3 separate regions of the Sus scrofa genome follow, and all the other regions are linked to region 2. The links are chromatin contacts, called in public Hi-C maps. All regions are on one chromosome and are shown on one strand. The core of a region is the stretch at or near the end of the contact, and the rest is flanking DNA. Distances in the headings are between cores, read along the strand shown. Region 1 holds the start of ZNF583 (zinc finger protein 583). Region 2 holds the start of ZNF444 (zinc finger protein 444). Region 3 holds the start of LOC100623035 (zinc finger protein OZF).

Region 1 (4,492 bases), core at 1,742-4,241, 260 kb before region 2:
GCCAGGGATTGAACCCACAACCTCATGGTTCCTAGTCGGATTTGTTAACCACTGAGCCACAACGGGAACTCCTAATTCTCTCTCTCTCTTTTTTTTTTTTTTTTTTTTTTTTTTGCTATTTTAGGGCTGCATCTGTGGCATAAGTTCTCAGGCTAGGGGTTGAATCAGAGCTGCAGCTGCCGGCCTACACCACAGCAACGTGGGATCTGAGCTGCATCTGCGGCTTACACCACACCTGCATTCTCATGGATCCTAGTCAGGTTCGTTAACCAAGGAGCCACGAAGGGAACTCCTAGATCTTAGTTCTGACAACAAATCTAGCATAGATTTTTATCTAAACTTCAGCCACACACGCACCTGTCAGTAGCAGGAGATGGCACCCCCACACTGAAACTGAGACCAACCAACACTAGCTCCCCTGCTTTTGTGTGTGATCCCTTACCAGCATTCATCTTCATTTCAGCACACCTCAGTCCCTGTAAGGGATGTTCTCATTTTATGTAAGGAAGGAGATTTCTTCTCCCTCTGGCCTCACAGCGGAATACAAAGCCATCAGAAGATGAATGGTATATAAAATGAATCCCTCTGGGCACCGGTCCAAGTGGATGGGGGCGTGGGAGAGGGTACTAGCTGCCTGGTCTTTTTATTCCCTAAAATGGGAACATCTGAGAATCCGATTCTTGGATGGAACCCAGATGGGAAGCTACAGGATAAGGAAAGCAAATATTTACATGATTTTAAAACTCACGAGGGACATGACTTTCAGAATTTCATGGGCTGATGAGTCCTGCTCCCGGTTTCTCTCCTGGGGAAGGGCAGAGTCCGGAGATGGCAGAGCTGAGGGAGGAAAAAGCAAACATTAGAGGCCAGGCTTGCCTCAGCTCCCAGACTGAGTGCCTACCTCCTTTACTCCCCACCCCCCCCCAAAATTAGAGGGAGCTGGGACAAACTCTGGCCGTTACTCAGCTCCACCTTGTTACTGATGCAAATCTGAGCTAGGGATGCTCAGACGTGGTCCCGTTACGGAGACGTGGTGTCCCTGGGAGAAGGAAGGCTGTCCTCAGTCCTGGGAGCACAGCCTGCCTGAGATGCATCAGCCCGGCCCGCAGTGAAACCTTCCCAGATATTTAACTCTCATGTCCTCAGTATAACACCTTTGAAAGTCTCCTTGGCTTTTAACCTAACTTCCAAATTCTCAAAGAACCCCACAGCCCAACTCAAGGCCTTGTGGACACGATTTTGTGGACCCTGCCTCGAGCCAACGAATGGCGGCAGTGGGCGAATTAGATGGAGTAGGCCCAGTGCTCCACTCTCGTCACATAAAGACGGCCCTGCACAAATGTGACAGCAAAGCTATGTGCATAATATTTGCTAAAAAACTGAACCAAAAAGTTAATACATTTCACAGGTAGGCAAGTGGTTGAATCATTTTTGACACAGCCATATGATGGATGCCAAGCAACTATCAAAAATGATGTGGTTGACAATATCAGCTGACAAAGATATTCACAATGGAGCCCTTTGTACAAGAAAACATGCAGCAAAAGAAGTGAAACCCAGAGTTCCCACTGTGGCACAGTGGGCTAAGAACCTGACTGCAGCACCCCCACCTCCCCATCCTGAAGTGTTGAAAGATCCTGTGGTTGCCATTGTGCAGGTCACACCCCTAGTTTGGATTCAGTCCCTAGCCCAGGAACTTCCATATGCCAAGAGTGCGGCCATAAAACAAAAGCAACAACAAAAAGACGTCAAACCCACCCATGCCCAGGCTAACTGCCCCTCCTCCCCAACGAAACCAAAACCAGAATGGAAAACATTGAGTATTAAGATGTATTGAGTATTAAGATGCGGAGGCTCATTTCATAAAAACTTAGAGTGCCTGGAGTGTTACAAATATTTAATTCTAAGTAGTGTGTAAATGAAATAATGATAAATGTTTCCTAATAGCACATAACAGGTCTTTTTCCTCGTGACCACTTTTTTTTTTAAGCATTATATGTATCAGCTGTAAATATTCTATTATAGGGCTGGCCTGTGATTTACCCAACCGTTTCCCCAAGGTTGAACAAATTTTGAACAAGATCCGGTAAAATGTTCAAACATGTCACAGCTTCTAAACTAGCCGTTCCGGAGTTCCCGTCATGGCTCGGTGATTAACCAACCCGACTAGTATCCTGAGGATGGGGGTTTGATCCCTGGCCTTGCTCATTGGGTTAAGGATTTGGCGTTGCCCTGAGCTGGGGCGTAGGTCGCAGTAGCGGCTGGGATCTGGCGTGGCTGTGGCTGTAGGCCGGCAGTTACAGATCGGATTAAACCCCTAGTCTGGGAACCTCACTATGCTGCGGAATAAACTAGTGGTTCCAAATCTTCTGGGGTCTTGCAACTCACTTCGTCAAAGATTTAAAAAAAAAAAAAACAACTACGTTAAGAATAAATGCAAAACATCCATAAGCAAGCATTTTCTGGAGTTCAGGACCCTCCAAGAGACACACCCACCTTAGGGATCCATGCACCCGGGCTATGAGCTCGACTGCAGGTAGGGGGCGCCAGCAGGGCGCGCTGCGGGGGCCGATGGGAAATGTAGTCCAGAGCGAGGAAAGCCGCTGACTTACGTGGGGGTAAGACGTTCCGGTTCTGCTTAAGCCCGAGACCTGCCTGGTCGTGGAGCTCGCTCCCGCGCGGATCCTACAACACCTGGCGAGCTCCGGAGCCCCTCACCTGCCGCCTCTTTGGATCCAGATGCCCCCGCTGCCGCGCCCACTCTAGCCTCGGGGCGCTTCCTCCTAGAAACCAGCGGAGTCGGGAGCCGGAAGATGGCGCAGACGCACAAAGCACCGCCGATGCTGCGTCCCGATTGGAACAGCGCCGCAGTTGCTTCTGGGAAACGTAGTCTCCAGGCCCAAAGGCAGTAACCAAACCGCAAGGCAAGATCTCGCGATGTTTCTGGTGGGCGGGTCCGTGCGTGTGTCTGTGTGTGAGAGAAAGAGACCGTCTGGGATGGGACGGGGTGCGCTGTGTCCACAGGCTGCTGCGTGAAGTTGTGTGTTGCGCTTGTTGTCCGCGCGTGGTCGTCTCTCCGACGGCAGGTGAGTGTGTGAGCGGCCGTGGTGGTGCGTGTTCTGACTCGGTGGTTGAGTGTGTGGCTGGGACCGTTCAGCGCCGGGCAGACGTCTGTGTGTGGCTGCAGAGGCGGTATATGTGCGAAGTTTCTTCTCACGTGTTGAGTCGTCCGGACCGTGCAGCAGGCATTTTACCAGATGTTCTGGAGGGAGGTAAAAGCCCTGGAGTTGGTTCCGTAACCAATTTTACAACATCTTGCACAAGAGTTCCCTCGCTGTGGCGAGGCGAGTTGAGTCCCACGGCGTGGCTGGGGTCGCCGTGGAGGCGCCGGGTCGATCCCTGCCCGGTGCAGTGGGTTAAGGAATTCTGCGCGGCGGCTCGGGCGGTATAGGTCTCGGCCGCGGTGGAGTTTCAGTCCCAGTCCCAGTCCCAGGAAACTCCACATGCCCCCAGAGCGGCCAAGAAGTCTATGATGGTAGCTGGGGTATTAGTCCATGAGTTGTCAGCTAGGAGAGAAAGCCTGGAAATATTAAACAGAGAAGCAGACTGTATGATAAGGGTAGCAAGTCATTGGGATAAAAATGGACTTTTTTGTGTGTATCTTTTTAGGGCCGCACCTGAAGCATATGGAAGTTCCCAGGCTAGGAGTCGAATAGGAGCTACAGCCTCTGGCCTGCGCCACAGCCACAGCAAGGCAGGCTCCAAGCCGCCTCTGCGACCTACACCACAGCTCATGGTAACACAGGAGCCCTAACCCACTGAGCAAGGCCAGGGATCGAACACGTGTCCTCATGGATACTGGTTGGGTTCCTTAACCGCTGAGCCACCACAGAAACTCCAGAAATGGACTTCTTAATGAGCAACCCTGAGGAATAACTGGATAACCATTGGGGAAAAAATTAAAGTGTATTCATGCTTCATATCATACAAAAGTATAATCACCAACTTTATCAGAGTTCTAAATTAAACCGTACAAATAGCAGACAAGTACAGAGGTGAATTCCATTATAACCTGAGTGTGTGGAAAGGCTTTCTAATTACGACTTAAAAATCCAAACTTAATACAAGAAAAGACTGCTACACTTGGGAACACAAAGCTAAAGCACTTTGTAAGGCAAAATACACCATAAGCAAAGGCAAAAGAAAAATGACAAAAGTTTTTACAACTTTATATATCTCAGATAAGGAGCCTATATTTCTATTGTATAAAGACAAAAAGCCAAAAAAAAAAAAATGCAAGCAATCCCTAAACTCAACTTTGTAGGTTCTTTTTCATAATAGCAGTGATTTGGAAACTATTTTGTATGCATCATAGGATTGAGAAAACAAATAAATATATTGATTTGTTGGAAGCCAGTGTTTTACTATGGGAAAAGAGTGAGTGGATGATGGAAGGTAGGGAAGAATCCTGTGGTATTAGATTCGTGTGAAC
Region 2 (4,209 bases), core at 1,708-4,207:
GGGATCTGGCATTGTCATGAGCTATGCTGTAGGCGGCAGAGGTGGCTCGGATCTTGCATTGCTGTGGCAGTGACGTAGGCCAGCAGCTATAGCTTCAATTTGACCCCTAGCTTGGGAGCTTCCACAGGCCGCAGGTGTGGCCCCTACAAAGCAAAAAAAAAAAAAGGAAAAGAAAAAAGAAACTAATACAATGTTATATGCCTATTCTAGCTCAATGAAAAAAAGTAAACTCAACAAAATACATTCAATAAAGGTCACTCTGGAGTTCCTGTCGTGGCTCAGTGGAAAGAAACACATCTGACTCGTATCCATGAGGACACAGGTTCGATCCTGCCCTCGTTTGGTGAGTTAAGGATCTGGTGTTGCTGTGGCTGTGGTGTAGGCCAGTAGTTACAGCTCCAATTCTACCCCCAGCCTGAAAACCTCCATATACTGTGGGTGTGTCACTACAGAGACCAAAAAAAAAAAAAAAAAAGAAGTCCCTCTGCTGTGAAAACCCATCCCTGTTATCCACTGAGGGTCAAGTGCCTCCGGTAGCTGTTACAGTGCCCTGTGTTGTCTCCATCAAAGTACCTGTAACACAACTGTCTATGCCCACCCAGCTGGACCGGGGACCCCGGATGCCTCGGATCACCACCAAGAGGCCTGCATCTTACACTGTCCCACCCATCCCTCCCAAGAGCCCTGCTGCAAAGAAGAGAAATGGGCAGAGAATGGCAGAGGCAGGATTTGAACCTGGAACTGTCTGACTCCAGGGCTCACGGTGCTGCAACTACTTAATGGCTAAAAGACAGGCCCCTGACCGGCTGTATAGCACCGAGAAATCTCTCAGTATTTCTGTGTGGCAATGGCTCTGTGTGTGTGTGTGTAAATGAGTCACTTTGCTGTCAGTGGAAATTAACACAACACTGTAAACCAACTCTACTTCAATACAATTTAAAAAGAGAGAGACCAGGCTCTGACTCCCACTTTCAATCCTACCCCCCTTTTTTTTTTCCTTTCATGGCTACACTCACAGAATATGGAAGTTTCCAGGCCAGGGCCTGAATCCAAGCCGCAGCTTTCACAACTGGGAAATGCCAGATCCTTAACCCGCTGAGCCAGGCCGGGGGTCACACTTCCCAAGTGACCTGACCCGCTGCAGTCGGATTTTTCTTCTTTTTTTTCATTTTTGGCTGCCCTGCAGCATGTGGAAGTTTCCAGGTTAGGATCAGCTTTGAACCACAGATGTGACCTATCCTAAGCTGCAGCAACACCGGATCCTTTAACCCACTGTGCCTGGCCAGGGATGGAACCTGTGTCTGGCAGAGGCACCACCAATCCCATTGCGCCACAGCAGGCGCCCCTGGACGATGCCATCTCTCCATGGTGCGACCTTGGACTTGTGACTGGCCTTCCCTGGGCTTCCTTCGCCACCTGCAGTATAGGTCTAACAGTAGCTTTCCCAACAGGGATGCCAGGAGGATGAATCAGAAGGAAGCATTCAATGAAGACCTGCCTGTCTCCCCTGGGTTTCCTACCCTTACACTAGTGTTATGTGGGGCTGGATAACTGCGTTGTAAGAGCCATCCTACAATGTTTGGCAGCATCGCTGGCCTCTTAGCAACAGATGCCAGCAGTATCTCCGCAACTGTGACTCCAGACAGCGCTACAAGTCCCCTTGGGGATGGGGGGGTGGCACAGTCGCCCCTGGTTGAGAGCCACCGGCCCAATGGACAAATATTTACTCAGGGCAAAGGGCTCTGGAGCAAATCCCAGTTCTGCCACCTCCCAGCTCTTCGTCCTTGAACAAGGTACGACGCCTTTCACACAGAGTTGCCCTGCCCGGGGTGTAAAATGGGAAGAGGAGTCCTACTAACCCAAGAGTCGCGGTAAGAATTCAAGATGTGGGGAAAACAAAGATGCTGAGAACAACACTCGGCTGTGCTAACCAAGCCCCCAACCGGAGCGAACCTTTCCTGTTACTGTTACTTTGTGAGGTGCTGGGGATACCGCCATAAACAAAAACACCTGCATTACACCGAAGTTCGAGCTGGAATAAGGGTTAAACCAGGAAATAAAACTGGGTGACTGGGGCTGACAGGGAGGAGGGCAGCTTCAGATGATAACAAGAGCAAACACAGCCTTGAAGAGCTGCACGCCCACGAACCTAATCCCTTGCAACAAGCTAGGCGGGGGGGGGGGGGGGGGGAGCTCCATCGAGACAGAAACAAGGCAATTCGTCTCATCCGCAGGAATCTCACAACTCCATGAAAGTGCGACCGAACTTGTACGGACACGCACGAGGGGAGCCACCTGCACCCCGCCCGCGTGAGGACCACCCCCCCCGCCCCGCCCCGCCCCGAGCCCCTTTCCGCAAACCTCTCTGACCGGCTTGGTCCTGCGCCCCCAGACTCCATCGCAGGGCCCAGCCCACCCCCCTCGGCCCTCCCCCGCCCCCTCCCTCAGTTTCCAACTCTCCCCGGCGTTCTCCGCCTCCGGGGCCCACACCCCCTCCTCCTTCCGGGCCCTCCCCCTCCCGTCCGCGCTTCCCTCCCCCTCCCCCTTCATCCCGGCCCCCTTCTTATTCCCTCCCGCCAACTCTCCCGTCCCTCCCTCCTCCGGACCCCTTCTCCCCAAAGCTCGCCCAACTGCCCCCCTCCGATCCCTCCCTCCTTTCCTCCCTCGCTCACCTTACTCTCCCGGGCGAGGCCCCCCAAACCCCCTCGCCTCCTCGCACATGCGCACAGAGCTCATCAGAACTCCATGCCCCGGCAGGCTTTGCGCCAAACTCATCCGTCCCCCTCCCCTCAACACTCCCAGAGACCCAGGGATCTGTTCCCCTCAACGGCCCCGCCGGCCTCACCTAGAACTACATCTCCCAGGAAGGATCGCAACAACGGTGGCTTTCTATTGGCTCTCGCCGTGGCGACCCACTCACGCCCATCTCCGAATGGCTCCACAAGCACCAGAACTACATTTCCCAAGATGCACCGAAGCCCTCCCAGCGACCTATTGGCCCTCGCAAACATGGCCTCTCTTACCGCTCCAGGGTTTTTTGGACTACATTACCCAGAACGCACTGGGGCCTTCCCATTGGCCGGGGCCTTCCCATTGGCCGGGGCCTGGGCCCCAGGCATGCGCAAACGTGCCAGGATGAGCAGCCGGTGGGCGGAGAGGGGGAGGAGCTGTGGCGGCGTTTCCATGGAGACCGAAGGAGGCGCGGAGCGGCAGGCCCTCGGGAAATGAGGGCCCCCAGGCCCGAGGAGCGGGAGGGCGAGGAGGAGGGGCCCAGGCCAGAGTTCTGCACCAATCTGGGCCTACAGGGTGCGTCTCCTTGACAACGGGTCAGGTTTCACCCCTCCCCCATCCGGGCAGAACAAGTGAGTGAGGTGGGAGAAAGAAGCCGGATCGCGGTGTGAGGCTGCAGCCGGCTGGAGGGGAGTGTGTGGTTCGAGGGCGGACCCAGGCACCTTGCTCATCCCTTGGGAGAATGGCAGGCGGTTTCTGGCCTCCGTTTCCCCCGTGTGAGTCGGAAGGGTGCTGCCTGCACGTCCCCGACGCACCCTCGTAGGTCAGGGTCTCAATCTGCACGTCCCAGCAAGGGCAGGAACTCAGAAAAGATGAGTTACAGTTCGATGCACAGACAGTTCCAGGCCTGAGGACAACAGGAGCCGCTTGGACCTAAGGCTGTGATTGCCTCCTCCCCACCTCGTCTCCTCGGGGCAGGGTGAGAAGGAGACTCCCCCGCCCCCACCTTCTGGACTGATGTGCAGACAGGGTGTGACGGTGGCTGGCACATCACAAGCATTCATTAGCTGGACAAGAACTTTTCCCCTGGTTTCACAAGTGGTCAGTGGCTGAGTCAGAACCTCCTGTCCGAGACTGGGTGAAAGCCAACCCCCTCATTGTCACCCAACCTACCCTGGCCCACCTCTCTGCCCACCTTGCCTCTCCTGCCCAATGTGTTCCAGCCACACCGGAATCTTTGCTGCTCCAGGAACACGATGTTCTTGTTCCCACTCACATCCGATTGCCCACTTGACGTCTCCACTTGGATTTTTGAACAGGCATCTCAAACCATAAGGTGGGCAGAAGAGAATTTTTGCCCCTCCCCCCAGCAAAGAATCTTGCTTTTCCCCCAGTTTTCTACCATGTTAGATGATAAACCCATCATCCATACAAATGCCCACCCCAAACATGGAAGGGTCGCCTTTGATTTTCTTTTTC
Region 3 (4,458 bases), core at 1,006-3,505, 300 kb before region 2:
CAGGCTAGGGGTCGAATCGGAACTGTAGCTGCTGGCCTTTGCCACAGTCACAGCAATGCCAGGTCTGAGCCGCATCTGCGACCTACACCTCAGCTCACAGCAATGCCGGATCCTTAATCCACTGAGTGAGGCCAGGGACTGAACATGTGTCTTCATGGATGCTAGTCAGATTCATTTCTGCTGAGCCATGACAGGAACTCCTCACCATTTTTTAAAAGCCTGAAGATACGGCAAAAAATAAAGTCGCAATCATCATCACCATCCATGTAACCCACTGATTACCCTACTGGGAAGCGGCGTATTCAGTTTTGCTATTGCCATTTGTTAAAAGTACTTTAGTCTGAATCTGCTACTCTCTTATTTCTACTTGGTTCTATTTCTAGAGCTCATAGGAAAAAAAGCTGCAATTAAATTCCTTTTACCCAGAGACACACTTTCACACTATTCTGCAATTATCTCTTCTCCAGGCAAACATACACAGGTTTTCCGATCTCTTCTCATGAGACGTAGTTTCCAGATACTCCACCATCCTGGGTTCCCCTCAAGGTATGTCCTTTGGTTCATCAAAATCCTTCATAAAACACTGCTGTCAATTTGATTTGCTAAACAAAATTTTCTGAAGGTATAATGAATGGTCAAGAGGAAGAACACTGGACACTTGAGGGGTGAATGGAAATGGGCCTATGTAACCAGAGTCCCCCCAGGAAAGCAAGAACTGCTGGAGAGTTTCTGGGTTGGGAAAAAGAATCCTCAGGTGGATCAAGGAATATATTGAGGAGAGAGAAGGCCTGCATGGTAGGCACTTTTCTCAAGGTCACTGGTTCTCTGCAGTACATTTGAACCAAGGTTATTACCCAACTCAACTGTAGTCCAATTGCCCAATGCAGAGCAAAACCAATCTATTGATACAGAGTTGTGGTGAAGGAAAGAAAGTACATTATTTATTTCAGGGCACCAAGCAAGAAGAATGGGAAGCTAATGCTCAAAAGACCCAAGCTCCCCAGTGACTTTCTGGCAGGAGTGTAAAGGCAACATTAGGGTAAAGGTGGGGGTGAACGATTTCAGCTTGTGGACATTCTTCTGATTGGCCGGTGGTGAGGTACCAGGTGTTATGTGGGGCGTCAACATCAACTTTCTGGTTCTTCTTGTCAGCATGTAGTCACCATCCTTTGCCAAGGTGGGGGTCTTAGTTTCTGCAGAACAACTCAAAGGTATGGGTCAGGTTTTTATGCGTGTCTCTTTTTTTTTTTTTTTTTTTTGTCTTTTTGCCTTTTCTAGGGCCGCTCCCGCGGCATATGGAGGTTCCCAGGCTAGGGGGTCCAATTGGAGCTGTAGCCACCAGCCTACACCAGAGCCATAGCAACTTGGGATCCAAGCCGCGTCTGCGACCTACACCACAGCTCACGGCAACGCTGGATCCTTAACCCACTGAGCAAGGCCAGGGATCGAACCACAACCTCATGGTTCCTGGTCGGATTCGTTAACCACTGAGCCACGATGGGAACTCCTATGCGTGTCTTTTGAGGAGGAACTAAGACTCACGGATTTTATCAGTGAACTACTGTCTAAACTATTACTCCTCTTCTTGCTTGACTGCTTGTCATTTGTTTCTGCATGCCCTCACTTCTGTAATTAGTAACTACTTGTACCTGCTCCTTCGGACTCTGGGAAGGCCTAAGAGACTAGAGCCTTTTTTTTCTACAAACAATAAACTGGGAACACAGCGTGAAGGCCCCGCAGGCAGGGTCAACGTGGGCCAAGGTCTCAGCACCAGGCAAACGAACCTGTTCTAGTAATACCATTTTATATATGAACGAAGTGAAGTTCCGAAAAATTAAATGATTAGCAAAAAGTCACACAGCCTTTTCAGGGCTCAGAAGAGTTGTCAGGCAACACCCAGAGATGCGAAGCAAATCCCATAGCCATACGGACAAACGACTATTCAGAACAGGCCGCCAGACACACGGATTCTGGCAGCCCGGGCACACAGGTCTCCAGCGACCACTCCCAGCTGGCACTCTCGGAAGGCCCCCTCCCCCTCCACCGACCGGGAAGTCTTACCAGGTAACCCCAAACGCTTCCGTCTCTCCAGAAATCGGCGGCGACGTACTCTATGCGCCTGCGCAGCCCGCCCTCTTCGGCTCCAGTGGACGCGAAGCCACGCCCCCCAGGGACGGAGTGCGCATGCGTGTCTGTCACTCGCGACGCCTTCCGCCCCCCAGAGACGTATCGCGCTGAGGCCGCGCCTCCACGGACACCAGTACGCAAGCGCGTCCTATTCTCCAAGACCCTCCCCTCCGGAGACCCAAGGCGGGGGAGAGGAGGCCACGCCCTTCCGAATAAAGGCTCCCAGGCTCTGGGACAAACCCAGACACGCCCAGTCCTGGACCCGCCCTTCGCTCCCGAAGTCTCAGCCCCTGGGCGAGGCCGGGATCCCACAGCTTTCTGGTCTCCGGGACAACAGTGGTGACGCTGCACATGCGCGCACGGAGGCTTCGCCACTCCCAAGAACCCCCGCGGCGTTGCGCGACGGGCGTGTCCAATCCGGCGGCACCAGCGGACCGTGGGGCGCGCCCCGGGCGCTCCCCCAGTTCTGGGGCCGGTTTCCCCGCGGCGGGGCGGCCTGAGGTTCGGCTCGCGTGGGGGCGGGGCGGCCACGGCTCGAAACCGCTCCTGCGAGGGGCGGCTCGGGAGCTCGGCCCGGCGTCCACAGGTCTGTGGGTTGGGAGGCCGCCCGAGTGGGCGAATGCGAAGTAGCCCAGGCGTGTTGAGTGTGTTGGTGTTTATGACGGAGGCTCTGTGTGTGCGACTGTGTGCGTGCGCGTGCACGGCAGCTATTATTAAACTCACCGTTATTTGTGCGTGTATTAATTTCGCCCTGAATAGGCAGCGGAGGCACTGAAACAGCCCCGTTACGTACTTGGGAACCGTTACTCAACACTGAACAGTTATGTTTTGATAGCTCTTTCTTGGAGTTTGTTCCCAGGCACGGTCGACAATAGATGGCAAGGGGGTTGAGATCCTGGTCTCCTTCAACTTGCTTCCTCCTCAGCTCCCTATTCCCGGTGTTGTGAGAGAGGGAAAGGCCATGTCCCAGGACGTGCAGTCCTTAGGTCTGAGGGCCAAGTGAGGGTCCTTGGCTCTGCGTGGGAAAGAATTCAAGAGGAAGCCATAGGAAAGCAAAAGTGAGTTTATTTAGAGAAAAACACACTCCAGGCAGAATTGACCTTCTCAGAAAGTGAGAGCCCTCCCCGGATATGGGTTTGTTTTTCATGGGCTGAGTAATTATTTCATAGGCTGAGGAGAGGGAGGAGTATTCTAGTGATTTCCAAAAAGTTGGGGATAGAGTTCCCATCGTGGCTCAGCGGAAACGAATCTCACTAGCATCCATGAGGACGCAGGTTTGATCCCTGGCCTCACTCAGTGGGTTAAGGATCCAGCCTTGCCGTGAGCTGTGGTGTAGGTTGCAGTAGCTACAGCTCAGATTCAATCCCTAGCCTGGGAACCTCCATATGCCCTGGGTGCGCCCCTAAAAAGACCGGAAAAAAAGGGGGGATATCCTAGGAAATGAGCCACTGCCCACTTTTTGGCCTTTTATGCTCTCTGCTGTAGAACTGTCAGGGTCTAAAGGGGAATGAATTTTTGTGTTATAATGAAGGTATATTGAGCTAACAATGACCAGACTATTCTTGATTTCACCCGGTTCCAGCTGTTTTTTTTTTTTTTTTTTTTTATCAAATCCTAACAGCTGCTCCCCTTCTTTATTTATCTAGATTGTGTCCTGCTGCTTTCCCTCCTGTCGCACCAGGACTCTGTGCTTCCTCTGAGAGGGCTCTGCCAAAGTGGGCCTAACAGGTGAGTTTGTTTTACCTCTGTTAACTGCACATCATATTCCTTAAGTCCTGGAAACATGTAGTCTCTTCTGGTAGAAAACAAAATTCAACGACTAAGTTTTAACTGATGTTATGCAACAGTTTGTGAATTGGGCTGCATCTCATCTGACAGCTGGAGGGGCACTCCGGGGAGCGGTTTATTGGAAGGCTTTTATGGAAACAAGGGTGAGCTAAGGAAATCATTATCTAGAAAGAGAGAGAGAGGAAGAAATATTGATTGATTGATTGACTGGTTGTTTGTTTGGGGCCAGGTTCTTTTGGTGGGGAAGGAAAGGCACATGTTTTATGCAGATTGCTTCTTCTGGTTGGGGGGTGGGTAGAGAGGACCCATGTGACAAATTACCTCAGTGGTGATGCCCAGAACATTTCAAACTTGTCGATTTAAGATTATGTTTTTGGGGAAAGATCAAAACTAGTTAGGTTTACTCTTAACGCTTTAGCCGAAGTGATGCCATTTTGGCCCTGTGGTGTTTCTCTTTAACACTCCTCGTGAAACTGCTTGGGCAGTAGACGCCGACACGGGCGACGTCCTGGTCCTTTAATTCCAGCAAAAGGCGGGACTCTA

What was found. A called contact is a pair of places that touch in the nucleus more often than the background predicts.
Region 1: a contact with region 2 is called in a Hi-C map of liver, with 4 times the contacts expected there. The contact joins the promoter of ZNF583 here to the promoter of ZNF444 in region 2. A contact is called at or near these places in 3 of 47 Hi-C or Micro-C datasets (blood, heart right ventricle and liver).
Region 3: a Hi-C map of liver shows a contact between it and region 2, with 3 times the contacts expected there. The contact joins the promoter of LOC100623035 here to the promoter of ZNF444 in region 2. A contact is called at or near these places in 2 of 47 Hi-C or Micro-C datasets (liver and retroperitoneal adipose tissue).

What each region holds. Positions count from the first base shown.
Region 1 is chr6:60,719,794-60,724,285 of Sscrofa11.1, reverse strand. It overlaps ZNF583 (zinc finger protein 583), which reads left to right and starts at 2,991. Exons shown (of 4, transcript XM_021095099.1): 1 at 2,991-3,086. It overlaps ZNF582 (zinc finger protein 582), which reads right to left and starts at 3,241. Exons shown (of 5, transcript XM_021095108.1): 1 at 2,719-3,241; 2 at 749-837. The coding sequence starts at 757.
Region 2 is chr6:60,456,755-60,460,963 of Sscrofa11.1, reverse strand. It overlaps ZNF444 (zinc finger protein 444), which reads right to left and starts at 2,957. Exons shown (of 4, transcript XM_021095118.1): 1 at 2,846-2,957. LOC102159166 (a long non-coding RNA gene) reads left to right here and starts at 834. Exons shown (of 3, transcript XR_002344832.1): 1 at 834-1,871; 2 at 2,235-2,310; 3 at 2,865-2,949.
Region 3 is chr6:60,757,210-60,761,667 of Sscrofa11.1, reverse strand. LOC100623035 (zinc finger protein OZF) reads right to left here and starts at 2,255. Exons shown (of 4, transcript XM_013998844.2): 1 at 2,062-2,255. LOC110261070 reads left to right here and starts at 2,373. Exons shown (of 4, transcript XM_021095123.1): 1 at 2,373-2,713; 2 at 3,774-3,855. The coding sequence starts at 2,479.